Linked DNA regions of Ovis aries: region 1 is linked to region 2. Evidence: chromatin contacts called from public Hi-C data. All regions are on one chromosome and are shown on one strand. Each heading gives the region's core, a stretch centred on a gene start, on an enhancer-like site or on the middle of the called end of the contact. The rest is flanking DNA. Distances are from core to core; before and after follow the strand shown. Region 1 holds the start of SKOR1 (SKI family transcriptional corepressor 1). Region 2 holds the start of AAGAB (alpha and gamma adaptin binding protein).

What was found. A called contact is a pair of places that touch in the nucleus more often than the background predicts.
Region 1: a Hi-C map of skin fibroblasts shows a contact between it and region 2, with 2.1 times the contacts expected there. The contact joins the promoter of SKOR1 here to the promoter of AAGAB in region 2. A contact is called at or near these places in 4 of 16 Hi-C or Micro-C datasets (hypothalamus, omental adipose tissue, skin fibroblasts and 1 more).

Annotation. Positions count from the first base shown.
Region 1 is chr7:14,630,235-14,634,308 of ARS-UI_Ramb_v3.0, forward strand. It overlaps SKOR1 (SKI family transcriptional corepressor 1), which reads left to right and starts at 1,977. Exons shown (of 8, transcript XM_042252088.2): 1 at 1,977-4,074.
Region 2 is chr7:14,072,379-14,076,089 of ARS-UI_Ramb_v3.0, forward strand. It overlaps AAGAB (alpha and gamma adaptin binding protein), which reads right to left and starts at 1,426. Exons shown (of 10, transcript XR_009601420.1): 1 at 1,350-1,426.

The DNA.
Region 1 (4,074 bases), core at 727-3,226, 560 kb after region 2:
TTTCCACTCCAACCCCCACCACCCTGAGGGCGTCCGGGCTCCAGGATCGTTGTCACCATCACACCGAATTCTGAGATGTCTTTTACAAAATCATTAGGAGGCTAAGAATAATTACCGAACGGGATTGTAATTATGGGGTGAGGAGGCAGGCCAAGGGAGGGGGATGAGGGGTGGAGTCTGGGGGATGGCTCTTGGACTGGGACAGAAAATAGGTTCCTGTTTTCCTTGGAGGGAAGTGGGATGGAGGGTGCAGGGGTGGAGATCCGCTGAGTTAGAGCGGGACAGAGGTAGAAACTGGGAAAGACGCGCCAGTGGAGGGACAAGATTCGGAGAGGGAAAGGGCGCTGAGCAGGCTCCAGGAGGAAAGAGAGAAAGGCAAGGAAATACCAGAGAGAGAGAAAGGCGGGAGCTGATAAAGGTGAAAGAGCAAGAACCCCTCTAGAAGAGACCCCGCAGCAGAGACTAAGCCCTCAAACTTGGGGTGGGGTTGTTTCGTAGCCCCGGAAAACACGCGAGGAGCAGGTGGCAAGCCAGTTACAGGGCCTGGCCGCCCCCTCTCTCCGAGGGTAGCCCTGGGCAATCTGTTCCCACCCCCAGAGGCTTTTCCCAAGACCCCTGCGAGCCCGCGGAGAAGAGAAAAGCACAGGGGAGTGCAGGAGAAGGGGAGATGAACCCTAGAGGAGCCGGAGTGTAGGAGGGGAGAGGGCCTGAAACCCAGAGCGAGAGGGAAGACGAGAGGGCGGGGGCGAGGGCGACCCGGCGCCGCTGGCCGCGGAAGATTTATTGCACCGCCCGGGTTCCAAGGACTGGCTGCGATCGGCGCTGCTGCCCGTGTCAGGAGCTGCCGCGGCCGCTGCGCCCCCTGCACGGGCAGCCCGCCGCGCCCCGGGCCATGCCTGCCATTATTAACTTCTGTTTGATTAGGGTAATTGTTCAAACTTGGACTGGACAGTATGATTAATTACAGTTTAATTAACGTGTCCATTAAGGACACTTAATGCCACAGAGGGGTGGGGGGGAGGGGGTAAGGGAGTGTCTGGGTGCGGGCAAAAAGGGAGGGAGTACGACTAAGTAACTCAAATAAGGAAAGACGAAGATTGAGAGAGAGGGAGAAAACCGGACCTACTGAGTCAGTGGGGGGGAAGAACGGTGAAGACAGAAATCGACAGAAAAGTGAAGAGGTGGAAAGAAATGGAGCTCTTCGAAGAGAGAAGATGCCAGGGAGGGTCTGCAGCATCAGGGGCTAGAACCCCACCACCAGGAAACCAAGTTAACAGGAGAGCCAGGGAGGGGTCTAGCTTTCAACTAGTAGTTGACCCCAGATATCACCCAGAGATGCCTCGGCTCCTGGCCTGGGCTGGTTGGTGTTAATGGAGGGGGTGGTTAAAGGCCCAGGACCCCCCTAAACCCAGTTCCCGAGCCCACAGCTCAGTGAAGGAGAAAGGAGGCTGTCGTGACACCAGTGCGTCCTAGTCAGAAGCGTCGGCGAGTTGGTTCTGCCCCTTCCCGGCTACTATCCCCTGGCACCTCACACCCTGATCTCTGCTCCGACCTTCCAGGGTCATCTCCCTGGCCCGAGAGTGCGGTATGGATTCTCAAGCCCTTTCCTTCTGAGTCTTCCTTAGCCATTGGTCTAGCTCCTTGCCACTTAGCCTGGAGAGCTGAGCCCTCCCCCACTTTGCTCTTGGGGGCAAACTTTGTGGCCCCGGGCTCCTCCTTCCTCCCGGTCCCCTTAGCGAGCTTGGGCTGCTGGTGCGGGGCTCAGGGAACAGGTGTGTGGCCGCTTACCTGGGGCGCCCAGAGCCGGGAGCTGCGGGAAGGCGGCGGGGCCAGGCGCGTGGCCCGCGGGCTAGCTATCGGACCCCGGGAGGGCGCGAGTGACTGCACGGGCGGTGGGTGTGGCGCCCCGGCTCGCAGATGTCAGGCGCGCCCGCCCCGCGCTGGGCTCGCCACTCGGGCTGTCCCCGCGCCTTGCCAGTCGCCGCGCTATGCTCTCCAGGCTTCGGCCTCCGCGCCGGGCCCATCCAGGGCCTCAGGGGCAACCGCACAGGGCACCCATCTTTCTGCCCGGGACCCTGGAGCCCTGCGCCTGCTGAGAGCCTGCGCCGCGCGGGAGGGGCCAGTGGGGCCGCGGGTGTGAGAGCGGGGAGCCCGGGAGCGCGGCTGTGCGCGCGCGCGGGGAGGGGCCGCGCCGTCACCCGGAGAGCCCGGCGGATCCCCGACTCCCGCCCGCCGCTCCGCCGGCCGCGCACCTCCGTTCACCGCTCGCCCGGCTCCAGCCGCCGCCGCACGGTGAGTACCCGCGCCCGGTAGCTGGCTGACCCCGCGCCTTGTCTCTACAGCTTTTTTCGTTTAGTTCCGATATGGGTTCTTGTGGTTGTTTTTATTATTAGACCTCAAGACTCCATCGCCTCACTCTCTGCGCTGCCTGACTCCAGCCTCGTCGCCCTCTCCAATCTCACCCCTCAAGCCCCAGGAGCCGGCGAGGGCTCCCAGAGCTGCCCTGGCCGCTGCTCCTTGTCGCTGCGCACAGCGCTTTGCCCTGGCTTTTGAAATTCGGTTCCGTTCCTAGGGTCCTCTTTCTCCTGGTTCCGGGGTCCGGAGTCCCCTCCTCCCACTCGGAAAGACCCCGAGGGGACTCCAGACCCTCAGCTTGGAGAAGACGTGCCCGCCTTCACTGCAAGCGGGCAGGGCACACTGGCCGATTTCGGGAAACCGAGAAGACATCTTCATTTCCCAGAGCCGCGGCACCCCACTTCCATCTCCCTAGCCAGCCTGAAGACCCTTCTGGAAGGGGGTGCGGGGTTTTTCTTGCTGATCCCTCAGCCGAGGGGTTAGGACAGTGCTTTTGCCTCCTAAAATATTGCAAGGGACTTCAACGCAAAAGAAGGGTCAACTAGTTTCAGTTTGATCCACGGAGATAAAGATGAAATAGATAACAGATAAATAGCTTGATACTTGAAGAAGGTATGAAGACAGATGGGAGAAAGAGGAGCGAGCAGGGAGAGACAGACAGCTCAGGGACAGATAAGATCGACAGATGAAGGAGGGAGAGAGGCAGAGGGAAAGAAGATCCCAGGCTTTTGAGCTTGGATGCCCTGTCTGGCTGAAGCTGCCCTTTGAAAATGGATTTGTCAGTTTCTGCTGAGTTTAGAGGAGGAGCCCTCAGGACTGGGCTGTCTGAGCCGCAGGACTGCCTGCAGCCATGGGCCCAGTGCAAGCCTCCCCTGTCTGAGGACACGTGGTTGGGCTGAGCCATGTAGGGGGCCCCAAGCATCAGTCCCTGGGTCCTTCCTGCTGCCGCTGTCCACGGAGCGACTGCCTCCCTGCCTCGGCCAGAGAGTAAAGCTTGGGACCAGAAGTAACTTTCAACCTGGAGCCTTAGGGTGGCTTCAGAGACGGGTCAGGATTCCTTTCAGCCCGTATGAGTCAGGACAACTCCGCATGAAGAATACTCCAAAAAAGAGAGAGAGACAGAGAGACAGAGAGACAGAGAGAGGATGTCCCCTAAAGAAGAAGCTCAGAACCTAAAGACTGCTTTTGGCCTGAGTGGGAAAGGTATATCTGAAGGAGGAAAACTTAGGCAGCGGGCGGCTACAAGCAAAGAAGTGGCTTCTGAGAAACTTCCTTGAGAACCTCTTCGTCCCGTGTGCTGACCCGGAGGGGAACCAGCTTGGGTCTAGACCACAGCTTAAAAATGCAGGAAATGTGGTTAGGAATTGCTTGACCCGAATCCCACCGATGGCTGGAAAGAAAACGGTTTATATTTCCAGCCGGAATCTTTCTGCTCAACGAACGCGGGGTTCCGGGTGTAAGAGGAAAAGCTTGTGTTTGGGGAAAGCAGTGCTGTTATCCCAGGGAGCCAGCTGCACGGAGCTGGGTGCAGCAGGGCAGCTCCAGGGCTGGGCGCTCACAGCGAGCTTTGGAGAGAGTCGGGTTCAGCACCGCGAACAGCGGCCGTCTCTGTCTCTCTCCGCCTCCCTCACGGCCTCTAGACCCTCCTCCTTCTCCTTACCACCCCCCCGCCCCGCCCCCTGCTGTCTGGAGATGGGCAGTGACCGCCCCTCCCCCCTC
Region 2 (3,711 bases), core at 176-2,675:
TCTGGTAAGGAACTTTTTAGGTGATCACAAATGATAACTAAGTTACATAGTATCTGTGCTGGAGAGACACCCTGCCTTATTCTGTCATTTGACCAGTACAAGGAAAAGTTACTTTTATATAATGCTTTATAGTTTACCAAATGCTTTCAAAATGTCACACCATCTATCCTTCAAAGAATCCCGCGAGGTAGATTCATATGCCCCATTTCAGGGCTTCCCAAGTGGCGCTAGTGGTAAAGAACCTGTCTGCCAAAGCAGGAGACGTAAGAGACGCGGGTTCGATCCTTGGGTCGGGAAGATCCCCTGGATCTTTGCAACCCACTTCAGTATTCTTGTCTGGAGAATCCCACGGAAAGAAGAGCCTGGCGAGCTACAGTCCATGAGGTCGCAAAGAGTCGGACACGACTGAAGCGACTTAGCACGCCCCACTTTCAGAATCAGGAAACCGAGGGCTAGAGAGAGAATGTGCTTTATTAACAGTATTTACCATTTACCGACTGATCACTCAAAGTGTTAAGCACAACAGTCATGTGAAAATTATCACCACTTTACAGATCAGAAAACTGAAGAGCACAGTTTACAGCTGAGAGTCATCGTTCTGACTCGAAGCCACAATTTGAAACAGAGGAGTCTTGAGTTATAATCAACTTTGCGGAGTCTCAGTGGAAGGGTCGAGCCCCAAACCCAAAACCCTATGCTCTCTCTACTCCACTGGTCCCCCCTCCTCGCCTACGATTCTTTGAAGAGTGACTTAGGTTGACAACCACTATGAGGGTCTAGAGGGAAAAATACTAGGCCCAATAATAACCAAAAACTAATGCTGGCGGAGGGCCTCGTCTCAGGAGAAAGGCAAGGCAGTGAATAACTCAGAGTGGAGGGGGCAAGTTTAATAAGTCTTAACATATACACACGCGGCAGGGGGTGCAGAGGAACCACACTCTCTACCTCAAGAGCAGGGATGACAGCATAAATCACGAATCCTGCACCTGACGCTCGCGTTCATAGGTTCAATTCCCAGAGAGCCTTTTCTGCTCACCTCAACGGCTCCCCGCCGACAACCCCTGGGTTGAGGTCCTACTTAACAGAAAACACTGGAACAAACCCCATGGTGGGCCAGGTAGAGACAGAGAAGCAACGAGTATTGTAGCTAACAGTGGACACCTGGGGCACTAGGCACCATGACCACATCCGAGGGGCACCCGAGGGGCCTCGGGCCACCACCGAGGGGAGGAAGAGTCCAGGGCTCGCGGCGAGGACCGAGGCCCCGAGAGAGGCTGCGGTGCTGGGACTGCCCCCTGCCGAGGCTCGTACTGGGGCCTGGAGGTCGGCCCAGGAGCCTCGCTACTCACGTTGCACTAGCCGGTCTGCGGAGAAGGTGGAGGAGCAGCTGGTAACGAGCGCGCAGGGGACGCCTGCAGCCATCACTGCGCCCAAGAACCGGTTCCTTCCCGGAGCCACTTCCGCCTTGGGCGATACCACGGCCGCCGGCGCGCGGGGGAGACGCGCAAGAAAGGCGCGTCTCAGAAGGCACTGCCGGCCCTGCCTCCTCCTTTGCCCCCTCTTCCGCTCCCGGCGTGGACCAGGCTGGGCTTCGCGTGGCGTTGCCATGGGGACGAGCTCCCTCTGCGGCAAGTTCCCGAGTCTGGAGACCTTGCCTTCCTGGGGAGGGATTCTCGCCGGGCCGTAGGCATGGCTCAGGAGAAGGAAAACCAAGACCCCGTCGGATCTATCTTAATCCAGGTGGGAAATGGGCCTCTCCTAACCCTGTCCAGCTAGAACCCTTCGAGCGAGCGAGGCCCAGCAGAGCCTACCCACTTACGCTTACCCACTTAAAGCGCCGCTTCTCAGATTGCCTCCAACACCACGGTTTAAAGAACTCTCAAGTGTGCCAACCTAGACCTCTCTGGCCAGCCTCACACACCTCTTGAGCCTGACGATGGAGGTTGCGCGGTCGAAGCGCGACCAATCCGCCTCTGGTAAAACTCCAGGACGATACACCCCTCTGGGACCTTTACTTTGGAAAAATCCATGTTCCACTGAGGCACCATTTTTGAATGTTATATTCTGAAAAGTTTGATCCTATGATGTAAGGAAGTGGAGGAGATACAAATCAGACACGTATCTGGGCGGAAGTTGAAAGAGATGAACTGCTTTCGATCTCCTGCATTGCAGGCGGATTCTTTACCAGCTGAGCTACAAGGGAAGACTTGCTTTTCTTAAGTACCCCAATTTTTTTCACTCTAAAAGTCCCTTGCATATAATGGTGTTCTGGGGATGTAATGCACACCATGGTGATTACAGTTAATAATTCTGTATATTTGAAAGCGGCTGAGTAAATCTTACAAGTTCTCATCACAAGAAAAAAGTTGTATTATAACTATATGTGGTGATGGATGTTAACTAGCCTTACTGTGGCAATCATTTAGCAATATGTACAAATATTGACTGATGTTGTCTACGTGAAGCTAATATAATGTTTATGTCAATTATATCGCAATTAAAAAATAATAAAAATTCCTTACTTGGGAACAAGATAAAAGCTTGCTAATCAAGTTAAACTTTGTGGAATGTGGAAAGGTGACAAAAAGCACAGGAAAGTAACTTTCTCTAATCTGAGGGGGGAACATCATGAAAGTTTTGATTTCTCAGTACAACTCAGTTTGTGACCGTTACACTCAGATTTTTCCAGAATGTTGAAAGCACTACTTTCGCCCTGCCCTACATTTATTTGTGATGGTTCTGAAACATTTTTGACATATCATCAACTTTAACGCATATATAGCTCTACTTGACTAAAAATTTGAAGTTATTTCCCTAAGGACTATCAGAACTCTACTCAGTTCTGCACTTGGTCTAATTTTTCTTCCTGCCATGATTTGGTCCTCCCCTCTGGGAGACTTCTTTAAACCCCTAAACTCACCAATTTTATAGACTTCCGCAATATGGATCATACCCAGATCTTCTTACCTCACCTTTTCTTGTCCTTGCTTTCACCATCATCCTAGAATGAGTTTAGCCAAACTGTCAAGTGTGAGGGAAGAGTCTCCACAAGACTGCCCTCGTTTAGACACCAGGCACAAGTTCAGGGCCCCCTAGAACTATCCTTAATTCAGACCAGCTGCCTACACTTTTGGAAGCCCCAACCATGTCACATTGGCTAATTTGCTAGAGCACTCACAAAACTCAGAAAAGCACTATGTTTACAATTACAGTGTTTTTATAGCAAAAGAATAGAAATTAGAATCAACCAAGGGAAGAGAGGCTCAGGGCAGAGTCCAGAAGGGGTTCAAATGGAGCTTCCAGCCATTTTCTCCCTGTGGAGTCATAGAGAGCATTACCTCCTTTCAGTCATGATATGTGACAACATATACAGATTATTGCCAACTAGGGAAGGTTTCCCAAGACTTTAATGTCCAGAGGTTTTATTGGAGTTCAGTCACAATGCCCATTTGGCTGACTTTAGTCTTCAGCCCTTCCCAGAGAGCAGACCAATAATTTCAGTCTAATTCCTCTAGAGATTAGAACTGATACAGCATAGATCAAAGTCCCCATCATAAACCCCATTCCCATCAAGTGGGATACTCTGGGTGCCTACTGATCACTTCCCAGGGTCTAAGAGCAGAGGCTAGATCTCTCTTTGGGAAGAACTAGGAATAATCATATCTATGTTGATCAGCACTCCTACTTGCTTGAAAGGGTTACTTTGTACAC